3 separate regions of the Mus musculus genome follow, and all the other regions are linked to region 3. The links are chromatin contacts, called in public Hi-C and HiChIP or PLAC-seq maps. All regions are on one chromosome and are shown on one strand. Each heading gives the region's core, a stretch centred on a gene start, on an enhancer-like site or on the middle of the called end of the contact. The rest is flanking DNA. Distances are from core to core; before and after follow the strand shown.

Evidence for each region. A called contact is a pair of places that touch in the nucleus more often than the background predicts. HiChIP or PLAC-seq counts read pairs in DNA pulled down with a chosen protein or histone mark.
Region 1: a contact with region 3 is called in a Hi-C map of liver, with 4 times the contacts expected there. The contact joins the enhancer-like site here to the promoter of Xist in region 3. A contact is called at or near these places in 6 of 39 promoter capture datasets (the C10 cell line, HPC-7-derived erythroid cells, cranial neural crest and 2 more), 1 of 15 datasets of contacts at CTCF or cohesin (large pre-B cells), 4 of 484 Hi-C or Micro-C datasets (the N1E-115 cell line, cerebral cortex and liver) and 2 of 9 other capture datasets (liver and pancreatic islet).
Region 2: an H3K27ac HiChIP or PLAC-seq map of trophoblast stem cells shows a contact between it and region 3, with 23 read pairs. The contact joins the enhancer-like site here to the promoter of Xist in region 3. A contact is called at or near these places in 13 of 39 promoter capture datasets (the C10 cell line, the HPC-7 cell line, the SN4741 cell line and 10 more), 1 of 15 datasets of contacts at CTCF or cohesin (CD8 T cells), 42 of 484 Hi-C or Micro-C datasets (B cells, the Ba/F3 cell line, the C10 cell line and 30 more), 12 of 115 datasets of contacts at active chromatin or transcription factors (CD8 T cells, the HPC-7 cell line, double positive thymocytes and 9 more) and 4 of 9 other capture datasets (adipose tissue, liver, macrophages and 1 more).

The regions. Positions count from the first base shown.
Region 1 is chrX:103,729,829-103,733,890 of GRCm38.p6, forward strand. All of the region lies in intron 1 of Slc16a2 (solute carrier family 16 (monocarboxylic acid transporters), member 2), which reads right to left. Among named protein-coding and RNA genes, the nearest start is that of Gm53059, 37 kb to the left of the region's middle. Within about 2 kb of position 2,428, at least 6 of the 459 cell types and tissues checked have an H3K27ac peak or open chromatin away from gene starts, as enhancers often do. A contact at or near this core is called in hippocampal neurons and liver, where this site is marked.
Region 2 is chrX:103,646,896-103,650,873 of GRCm38.p6, forward strand. No RefSeq gene overlaps it. Among named protein-coding and RNA genes, the nearest start is that of Zcchc13, 18 kb to the left of the region's middle. Within about 2 kb of position 1,861, at least 11 of the 459 cell types and tissues checked have an H3K27ac peak or open chromatin away from gene starts, as enhancers often do. A contact at or near this core is called in epiblast stem cells, stem cell-derived epiblast-like cells and trophoblast stem cells, where this site is marked.
Region 3 is chrX:103,481,108-103,484,782 of GRCm38.p6, forward strand. Xist (inactive X specific transcripts) reads right to left here and starts at 2,126. Exons shown (of 8, transcript NR_001570.2): 1 at 1-2,126. It also overlaps Tsix.

The DNA of each region.
Region 1 (4,062 bases), core at 1,178-3,677, 250 kb after region 3:
CATCTAACATTTCAAAACTGACCACTCCCAATGTTGAGGAGGATTTAGAAGTGCTAGAACTCTCAGTTCCACCTGCATGGTTGCTGTAAATATAAAATGCTTCAGTTTCTCAAATACTTAAAAATAGACATAGCAACCCCAAAGAAACAGAATGACAGCCTGTTTCAAAAAAATAGAAGGAAGAGAGACAAAAACAAGGAAGAGAAGAGAAGAGAAGAGACAGAGAGAGAAAGCACAGACTTTGTATGTGGATGTTCATCATAATTATACTTGTAATAGTAAAAAAAAAAATCCTCTAATGTGGTATATCCATGCCAAGAGATACTACTCAGAAAACAAAAGTGAAGTGTTGATATCCAATGTGATCAGGATATCATGGGGCAATCTCCAAACATCTATGGTAGTGAAAGAAAGCAGAGTAAAAATACCTACTTAAAAATTATATGTTTTATATACTAGTCTTTTGAGATTAGGTTTCTCTGTGTAGCCCTGGTTGTCCTGGAACTCACTCTGTAGACCAGGTTGGTCTCGAACATATGGAGACTTCAGCCTTCTGAGTGCTGGGATCAAATGGGTGCACCACTGCTGCCTGGCTAAAATATCTTTTTTCCCATTCCCTTTATATAAAATTCTAGAAAATCAAACTAATCTAGGTGACAGAAGTCCAGTGGCTGGGGAGAGGTCTTTGGAGATGATGTATATTCTTGCCATCTTAATTATAGTGATGGCTTCATATGCCTATGTATGTAAAACCTTTTCATCTCGTGTGGTTAGATATGGCTGTTTACTTTATGTCAATTATGCTTCCGTAAAACTTTTTAAGACATGACATTTTCCTATTATGAATTTTGACAATTAGAAAATTAGGAAACTGCAGCAAAAGAAGCATATCTATAATTCCAATCACTTGGTAGCAAGTAGTTTAACTTGATATGCATTCTTTCAGATCTTGACACATACATTTGTATCATTTTGTTAAACACAGCATATATATGGTACATGCTATTTATGAAACTTTGAAATCTTATGCATGTTTTAGGGACTTTTCCATAATAACAAAATTCAATACTCCTCCAAAATAAAGCTGGAAAGAAGCACAGAATGATGGCAGGCAAGCAGGCAGGCAGGAAGCAGGGATGGAAGGATAGAGGAATGGAGGGAGGGATAGGGATAGAGGGAGCATGGAAATGAGGGAGGGGAACTAATAACAAATGTCAGAACGTAGATGAATATCAAAACAGTGGAAGAAGCCAATTGCTGCCTAAGATACATATTGTATTATATGATCCCAGCTATGAAACCTTTAGAAATACAGAATCATCAAGTGATGAAAAGTACATAACTGGCTGGGACTGGAGAGATGGCTCTGAGGGTAGCAAATGCCAGTGGTACACATCTGCAGTCTCAACACTCAGTAATCCCAGCAACTCCTCCAGTGAGATTGCAGCAGAGGAAAGAGAACCCGCCTCGAGCACTGTGGACCAGCCAGCCTGAATACATAGCAGCAGAAACCAGAGAGACCTTACCTAACAAGGTAGTAGGCAAACCAACTGGGTAAAGTCCTCATATGGCCTGGAACCCACCGGAACTCCCTCATCAATAAACAAATGGTCAAACAAATACATACACATTGAAAGACTATCATCTTCTGTGATTGTTGTGGAGGAGGAGAGGTGCAGAGAGTTGGGTAAAAATGAAAAATTATTGAAAAAAAAAAGAGGAAAATTGAGGGGTGATGCCTATGCCCATGACCTTGATTGTGGTGGTAGTTTTCTGGTTTGCACAGATGTCAAAACTCATCAAATTGTACTCTTGAAAAAAATGTGTGGTTTGCTGTATGTTAATATTTCCTCAATAAAGGGTTGAAGAAAACCACAAAATTACAAGTGAGGAAATTGAGGGTTAGAGAGGGCACAAACTATTGAAGGACACACAGCAAGTCCATTTCTGAGCCAGGACTAGAAACCTCAGTTTTGGACACCCAGTCTGATGTTGCTTCTTTCCCCACAGCACAGAGCCTGATGCGCTCCTGGTAAGAGTGCTCTCCTCAGATCTTCTTTGCCTCTGTCTCATCCTTCCTTCCGTGTCTCTCTCACCTGGTGCTCATGGGAAGTCACTGGTTCTTCCTCACCTCTGCTTCAGGTCTACTTTTCTCTTTCCACCCACCCGGCCATTCACCATGACTTCTTTTTCCTAAGACACCAAGTAAATCTTAAATTGCCTTTCCTGCAAGCTTGCTTGCCTTTTGGGCTGTTTTTCTACTTCTCAGTTAGGTGATGACTCTATGGCCTTGGTACCCTTGGACTTAAGGCCAGTGATTGCCAGCTTGGATGTATGTCAAGGTCTCCACTGTCTCACTTCCAAGCTCCCTGTTTTATGTCACTAGGCAGCTACAGGCACTAAGCCAAGGCTGATCGATGATCCATCCCCCGCTGTTTACAGATGGTGACATGAGGCCCACAGACTTTGTTCATTGCAAAGTAGGAATGAGGTCTCAGTGTGCTTGCAGCAGGCCCTTTCTTCCTCTTCCCTGTCTGCTTTTTGTCCCCATTAGCACCCTGCCTCATAGCTTCTAAGTGCTGGCTTGGAGGTCTCATTCTGAGCAGAGTCCATTGTAGCAGAGAAATAAGGAAGTGAGCCCATGATCCAGAAGGAATATAAGTGTGCTTGCTGTTGCACTGAGTTTGGCAGTGGTGCCTAGAGCTCACTAGGTGCCTGCTTCCTGCCAGGTTAGGAAATCTCTACAGCTTCTTTGGGAACACGTGGCTCCTCCAATACATTTTCCAACCACCAGAAAATGGAGCATTGTTAGGTGGCCAACTTTCTAAATTCTATATTGTGGTTTGAACAGATCATGCTCTCTCCTAAGCTCGTGTTTTGGATACTTGCTCCCCAGCTGCTGGTGCTACTTGGGGAGGTTTCAAAAACTGAGGTGGGAAGGCCAAATTGGAGGATGCAGGACACTGGGGACAGGACACTTTGAGGGCAAATTATCCTCGGCCACTTGCAGTCATACTCCTTTGTTTCCTGGTCGTCTATGGTGTGAACTGACCTCTTTCACCATGTCTTCTCTGCCATGATGGACTGAGCCATCTGAACTCATGAGTGAAAAATAAATATACTTTCCTTCTTCAAACTTTTCTGTCCTGGGTTATGTAACTGATGATGTATGCTGCTGTCAGGATGCACCAATGCTTAGGTATAACTATAAATAAGAAAGAATAAAAGAAGCCTGTCTACTCTGAGACAGTAACTGGATTGGGTCTCACCCTAACCTTTGAGGACACTTCTAATCAACTGAAGCAGCCAGTTTTGGATAGTTGACTCTTAACCCCAATGGATGGTGATCTCTTTGCTTCCAGAATCAGCATTCTTTACACTTGTAGTTTTAGGGAGGAAACCTGGAATGGCATGCCTGGGGCAGATGACAAAGTAGTCTGTCTAGAAAGACTGGCTGCCAGGATCGATGTGACTTTGATCTTCACAACCGAGTCACGAGTTCATATTGACAGCATGGTTATGGACTGCTGTTAGGATTTCATGAAACATCACAGTGCAGAGAAAATCCCAAGTGGTCACTTAGGCCGTATACTCTTGCCTGTGATCAGGATTCTGCAGATAATCCCTGACACACTTGGATTTCTTGTTAGAGAAGAGGGATGGAGCGAAGGGAAAGAGGACAGAGGACTTGGGAAGAATATGGCCCGAGTTCAAGGGCTACTGTCCCTTTTGGCTAAGTGTTTTCTTTAGACATTTTTTTTGAGACAGGGTTTCATACAGCCTCAGTATCATTATGCAGCCAAATACGACCTTAACTTCTGAGCCCCTCTGATTTTGCTTTCCAAAATGCACAGGCAGCATGGTGCCTGGTTTAAATGGCACTGAAGACTGAGCCTACAGCTTTGTGCACTGAGGCATACCTCCAGCCCCAAGCTGAGTGTTTTCTGAGGGGAATGGAGAGAATGAGGGAAAGAGCAGAGGAAGGTAATCAACATTCTCCCCAGGCCAGAGGGCACTGCAGTAGTTACCAATCTGTTACCCAACTGAAATGTTTTCTTAAGC
Region 2 (3,978 bases), core at 611-3,110, 170 kb after region 3:
ATACAATAAAAGGTAAGAATAAAAGCAAGAATATCCTTCACATGTAAGGGGAGTCATACATCATGGGGTAGATAGATAAAATCTAGATCTCAGAACTGAGACCCATCGACCTTTGCCTCCTGAGTGCTGGAACTGAAGGTGTGGGCCATCGTGGCCAGCTCAACATTATTTTTTATGGCTTGTCTCATAATTCTGGAAGCTTTGTAGTCACACATCCCAAAATTCTTTAAATATGGTTATTTTCTTTCTCCCTGTCCTTCCAAGATACTGAAATCTTTGCATTTATTCTCCCCAATAACAGTTTAATTCCTCAGGGATTGGGCCTAGAATTATGGGGTAGCAAGGAAGGAAGCGGGGTCCTTTTTTAAGGACACATCCAATACTTTTAAGTCCTCTATTTCTTCGCTTTAGGCAACTCATCCTTGTCTCAGGGGAAAGGCAATTTTATTTGGCCTTATCAATATTCCTATACCAGCAGATAGAAAATGGCCAATCTGGGGCTGGAGAGATGGCTCAGAGGTTGAGCACTGACTGCTTTTCCTGAAGGTCCTGAGTTTAAATCCCAGCAACCACATGGTGGCTCACAACCATCTGTAATGAGATCTGATGACTTCTGCTGGTGTGTCTGAAGACAGCTACAGTGTACTTATATATAATAATAAATCAATCTTGCTGGGCCGTGGTGGCTCATGCCTTTAATCCCAGCACTTGGGAGGCAGAGGCAGGCGGATTTCTGAGTTCGAGGCCAGCCTGGTCTACAAAGTGAGTTCCAGGACAGCCAGGGCTACACAGAGAAACCCTGTCTCGAAAAAAATCAAATAAATAAATAAATAAATCTGAATGAAAGAAAGAAAGAAAGAAAGAAAGAAAGGAAGGAAGGAAGGAAGGAAGGAAGGAAGGAAGAAAGGAAGGAAGGAAGGAAGAAACAGGCCAATCTAAAACCAGGCTCACAAGTGTGTCTATTTTCATCTCCAAATTGCTTAATGATATTTGTCAGTCAGATGTCAACATTGAAGAAGTAGAACATTTCTCATAAATGTACTTATTTTCAGTCTCTCTGGTAAAGGTAAGCTATAAGTCCACAATTCCAATCCTCTGGAGAACCTTTAAGCTGCAGGGAAATTGCTCCCTCTCTCCCCCTCTCTCTCCTTCTCTCTTTTCTTTTCTTTTCTTTTCTTTTCTTTTCTTTTCTTTTCTTTTCTTTTCTTTTCTTTTCTTTTCTCTTCTCTTCTCTTTTCTTTTTTTTTCTTTCTCTCTTTCTCTCCCTCTCTGATGTCCTTTGTACTTATTTATTTTATGTATTATTAATAAGTATACTACTTATTTATACATTTTCTACTTACTTTACTGTTTTCAGACACTGGGGTTGGAAGCTAGGGCTTCCCAGATGCTGGGCAACCGATTCCCCACTGGGTTATAGTCTCCCTTCTCCTTGTCCCTGTTTATCATGTAGAGTAGCTTAGCTTCTATTTCTTGATTAGCAAGTTATTTTTTTCACACCTTTGGCATATGTTTTCTCCACTTCTTTCTCCATTTCCGCATCCCAAAAGTGCCAAGCAACCACCTGCTAGGGTATTTGCTCTCCAGGTTGGGGGAGTAGGTGCTGAACCTGGCGCTGCATTTCTTTATTTTCTTGGGGAGAATAAGAAAATCTGGAGCTTTGGCCTCTTAACCACTTTTTGTCCCTTCACTTAAGAAAAACAAGCATCCAAGAACCAGTTGACAAAGCCTCTCTGCTTAGTGTGCCTCTGACTATTTGATTTTTCTTTTCGATTAAACTTTGCTTTTAGGCTCTATCCTTCCTCCTTAAGAGAGGCAAGACTAAAGTACAGTCATAGCCAAAAATCTTGCTGGGTCAGTTCAGCAAGATTCCCTAGCCTGCTTATCTCATCACCCAGGCCTGCCTTCAGCAAAAGTACAGTCACTTGAATCATGGTTCCTTTTAACCCAGGTATTTTTTGTCTTAGTCATTCTCTCCCTGCTGAGCCTTACTGTACCCTTTGGCTAGAATCCCTCCTAACTTAGTTACCTGTGAGATGGAGGCCAGTTCTATGCTAAGACTTTTTTTTTCTTCCTTTGCTGTAATTGCCTTTACGTATCCTAAACCAATCCAATAAATTTGGCCTAGCAATCTCTTTCTTGGATGCTGAACACATCAAGCTTACAGAAACATTTGTACCATACTACTGTGAAGAAATTATATGTTTGTCCCATACAAGCACACAAAGACATGAAAGTAGAAAGTGGGGTGGTAGTAGGGGACAGGTCAGGAAGAGGGTGGGGGTTAGCTGGAGTAGAAGAGGGATGAGAGAGGGTAACCAGTGGGGATGAATATGATTTTAATTGAAATATGTTATGTACAACTATGAAGTAATGAAACTATTATGTATAATTGACATGTGCTAAGAAAACATTTAAATTTAAATGGTAATTGCTAGAAATAAACCATAAGTTTAAAACTATTATTTAATTGTGAAATAACAGAAAAAATAAAGAATAAACAAAACCTACAATTAACTGCCCAGATAAACTCTCCATGACACTATTCTTGGTGTTATTGTTTTTTCGAGGGACTGTTAAACCCAGGGCTTGATACATAGTGGTAAAATCTCTACCACTAACCTCCAGCCTTTATTTGTTTTGTTTTTTTTAAAGATTTATTTATGGTTATATGTAAGTACACTGTAGCTGTCTTCAGACACACCAGAAGAGGGCATCAGATTCCATTACAGATGGTTGTGAACCACCATGTGGTTGCTGGGATTTGAACTCAGGATCTCTGGAACAGCAGTCAGTGCTCTTAACCACTGAGCCATCTTATCAGCCCATTTATTTGTTTTTGAGACATAGATTTGCCAAGTAGCCTTGGTTGGCCTCGAACTTGTATTGTTTTGCCCGTATCAGTCTTCTGATTACAGTTCTGAGCCAAATACCTGATTTCAAAAGACAGCATTTTGTCATTATTATTTGTGTGTGTGCTCATAAGTGCATGTCCGTGAGTGTGTGAGTGTGTGTGTGTGTGTGTGTGTGTGTGTGTGTGTGTGTGTGCTCTAGCGTGCTCGTTCTGTTGCTGTAGTGGAGATCAGAGGACAACTTTTGAGAGTTGGTGCTTTTATCTGCTGAGCCATCACTTCAGCCCTGTTGCCTTTTTAAAAGTAACTGTTTCATTTCTTTTTATAAAATAGTGGTTCTCAACCTTCTGAATGCTTCTACCCTTTAATATAGTTCCTCATGTTGTGATGACCCCAATTATAAAATTATTTTAATTGCTACTTCATAACTGTAATTTTGCTAGTGTTATGAATCATAATGTAAATATTTCTGGGGGTAGAGGTTTCCTAAAGGAGTCACAGCCTATAGGTTGAGAACTTTTTTTTTTCTTGAAACAGGGTCCCATTAGTTCCTGGCTGGTACAGAACTTATTATGTAGCCAAGATAACCTTAAACTTCTGATTCTCCTGCTGTCACCTACCAAGTGATTGTATTACAGGTGTGTGCCACCATGTTCTGCTTATGCAGTTCTAGAGATCAAACAGTCTCATATATGCTAGGCAATATGAGCCTTTTTTTTTTTTTTTTTTTTTTTTTTTTTTGAGACAGGGTTTCTCTGTGTAGCCCTGGCTGCCCTGGAACTCATTTTGTAGAGCAGGCTGGCCTTGAACTCAGAAATCCACCTGCCTCTGCCTCCCAAGTGCTGGTACAATGGTGTCCAAGATCATAGAACAACTTTTGTGAGTTAGGTCTCTCTTTCTGACTTGTGGATTCCGTGAACTGAATTTAGACAGTCAGGTTTGGTGGCAAGTACCTTTATCCACTGAGTCATCTCTTTGGCCCGTTTCATTATTTATTTGCCCCACCCCAGAAGAGTTTTTCTGTTTAGTCCCTGGTTGTCCTGGAACTCACTTTATAGACCAGGCTGCTTGCTGGCCTTGAATTCAGAGATCTGCCTGTCTCTACCTCCTGGGTGCTAGGATTAAA
Region 3 (3,675 bases), core at 876-3,375:
AGAGGCCAAGGTGTAAGTAGACTAGCCACTGAACAATACAAAGGAATGGAACGGGCTGAGTTTTAGTTTGCACCGCCACGTATAGAGCACTGTAAGAGACTATGAACGCAAGCGGATGAGTCAAATGTCCTTGAAATGGCCTTAGATACTTTTCTTTCTTTTAATAGGTGAGGTTTCAATGATTTACATCGACCAAGAACCCGCAGCCTCGGTCTCTCGAATCGGATCCGACATCATCCAACACTTCAGTGTTAGAATTGCAAGCATGCGCTCTCCCGACCTGGGCAGGCACTTCGAAAAAATGATGACTAAAGACACACGTGAAGTACCAAGCGAAACTCACGTCCTTATGGGACAGTGACTCATCACAGTCTAATTCCATCCTGGCCACCAAGCAATAATGCACATTTCTAACTGGAAGTCAAGCAAACACCAACACTTTCACACTTGTGCCCATTTCTGACGAGTTACGTCAAGTGGCAACCAACACTTCCACTTAGCCTTGCCTCAGCTTCGAGTGGCACAAGGTAGGACCAACCACACCCTACCATAATGCACCAAGTGTACCCTCGGGCAAAGCCCGCCAAGTAGCTAAAGCCCGCCAAAAAAAAAATCACTGAAAGAAACCACTAGAGGGCAGGTCACATGACTTCCGCCATCTTAGACACATTCAAGAGCATGTGCCACCTCTCCAGGCTAACTCAGACATGAAGCTGACATGTGACACACAAAGCCCTTTGCGTTATACCGCACCAAGAACTTGAGCCGCCATCTTTTCCTGTACGACCTAAATGTCCTATAATCCATTGCTACACACCAGAACAAAGATTGGGCTGTCGAGCCTCGGGTGGAGCCCCCGAGCCGCCATTTTATAGACTTCTGAGCAGCCCTTAAAGCCACGGGGGACCGCGCCAGGGGTCCATATGCACACACACCCTGCCCAATCCCCACACCCACGCTGAGCCCTATCCCCTAGTCCTCTGCGGCTTCCGCGCAACACCGCACACTAATACGAGCACTCCTTGGCTTTCTACTTCCGGCTAGCACAACCCCGCAAATGCTACCACAAATCAAGGCGAATCCCGCAACCCCGCACATATAAAGAAAGCCTTTAGCTAGCGCAGCGCAATTGGTTGCTTTTATCCAGTCCGCTGTGCTCCTCGGTGTCCTAATTCTTGGCGTAACTGGCTCGAGAATAGCCGTATCACGCAGAAGCCATAATGGCGGACGCGGGCTCTCCACGCCCTGAACACCCACTCAGTTTAAGAGCAAAGTCGTTTTTCTAAGCCATAGGTTCACTCACACAGCACCAAACGATCAGCAGCAACAGTACACGCAAATAAGAGGCATAGATATTCCAGGTAGTGCAATAACTCACAAAACCATATTTCCATCCACCAAGCGCCCCGTTGGGCCGTGAAAAAAAAAATTTAAAGCAGGTATCCACAGCCCCGATGGGCAAAAGAAAAAGAAAAAAAAATAATAACAGCAGGTATCCGAGGCCCCGTTGGGCATGGGAAAAAAAGACTAAACGCAGGTATCCGAGGTCCCGATGGACCGAGAAAGGTTTTTTTGTTTTTTTTTTTTTTTTTACAAAAAGCAGGTATCCATGGCCCCGATGGGCTAAGGAGAAGAAAAAAAGAATAAAAGCAGGTATCCACAGCCCAGATGGGCAAGTTTAGAAAAAAAAATAATAAGAAAAAAAAAGAATGAAAAGGCAGGTAAGTATCCAAAACCCCGTTGGGCATGGAATGGCGGGGAGGACACACAGGTATCCGTGGCCCCGATGGGCAAGAATATATAAACAATGAAAGAAAGGTAAGTCCACCATACACACACAAGTATCAACCAAAAGGCACAACAAAGAAATATTCCTTAAAAATGAAAAATTGACTGAAAATATTACAAATATCAAAAAGTATGGAGGACATGTCAAAAAAAAAATCTTACCAGAACATATCAAAACGTCAAAAATCTCGTGGAATTTTGATATGTTTTCTTAAATAAGCCATAAGGCTTGGTGGTAGGGGAACTAAAAATGTTCCCCCAAAGCTCCTTAGATGGAGAGAAACCACGGAAGAACCGCACATCCACGGGAAACGAGCAAACATGGCTGGAGCAAGCCGTTGCACGCCTTTAACTGATCCGCGGCGCTGAAGGCGGAGAGACCAGAAGAGGAGTGGCCACAAAGATTGCAATTCTGACATCTTATTGGACCTTTAGGTCTAACTATATTATAAAAAAATTAAAATGAATAAAGATGGAGGTACGTAAGCTCAGTGACATGACGCGTGAATTTCATTATTTTGCGCGATAATGAAGGATTATCCTATTTTACAGCTAAAAACGTTTATGTAGAACTTCCACATAAACATTAAATAATGTACATTAGGTCACACACCTGTCTATGCAAAATTTCAATATATCTTCTACTTGGACAAACCATGTATCGCTCCGCGTCTTGGACACTAGAAGTTCTTCTGCATTAGTTGGCGACCTCAGATGAGGAGAGGAAAGGGTAGAAATGCCTCACAAAATGGCTCCTTGGTTCCTAAATTATCAGAGTATTAGTTGTGACCGATTTGGTGGGCTTACGCTCATAGTTTTGGGTCATTGGCATCTTAGTCTTTCTCTGGGAACCTGGTGACTCCATACCTTGGGACAAAAACGCACTGAAGTACGTTACTCGCTAGCAGTAATGAAAAATAATTCCTAAATGCCAAAGCAAAGCCTGAGGGAATAATAGCTCATTGGTATCTTACTCGCCCCAGAGACACTGCTAACTTAAAAGAACTGTCAAATTTTGTTAACTGTCAAACTATGAATATCCACATGAAAGAGATCAGACACCCTGGGTATTAGAAAATCAAAGGATATTGTTGTCTCGTTGATTCACGCTGACAAATAATTCACAGTCTGTTCTAAGTTCCCTTTAGGCGTCCCATGAATAATAAAGGACACAAAATTGGTTTGCTTATGGACGATCAAAGTGCCAGCAATTCACTAATCTTACTATTGAGGTGGTTCAGGTAGGGATGGAAAAATATCTGCTACAAAATAAACTGTTTCAACAAAAGAAAAACAAATTAACAAGTAAATAAATGATGCACACAGACTGAATAAACCAGCAGGTGGCAGCATGAATCTTTCCAAGGCATCTGAAGCCAAACTTGGAGTGCAAAAGGATTCCTATCTGAATTGAGAAGTAAAGGTTACTTTGTCTAACTTTAGTTGACAGAGCGATCAGGATCAGAGTAACAAGCACACCAAAAGCATCACCAGTGAGAAGTCACATAGGACATATTAGGGAAAAAAGACCCAAGGAAGGGCTCTTCACAGCTAAGAGCACCTGGCTCCACGATGGATATGGCTTTGTATAAACGAGAACTTCTAAATGAGCTGTACAAAGAGAATTTAGAACTTGCGAGGTACTGGTCACAGATTATGCAAGCCAGTGTATCATTTTTGTGGGGATGCTAGAGAGAATCATCAAATTAAAGAGTTAAATTTAGTCTCTGTGTTTTACTTAGTCCCAATTCTTGCAAACCTCATCATTCTTTCTCACACCGTGTACATCAAGGTATGTCAGGTTTCGGGGACACTTTTTAGTCTTATCACAAGAAAGCATGAAGGGATATGTGCTAAAACTCAGTTCCTGGGCTGGAGAGATAGCTC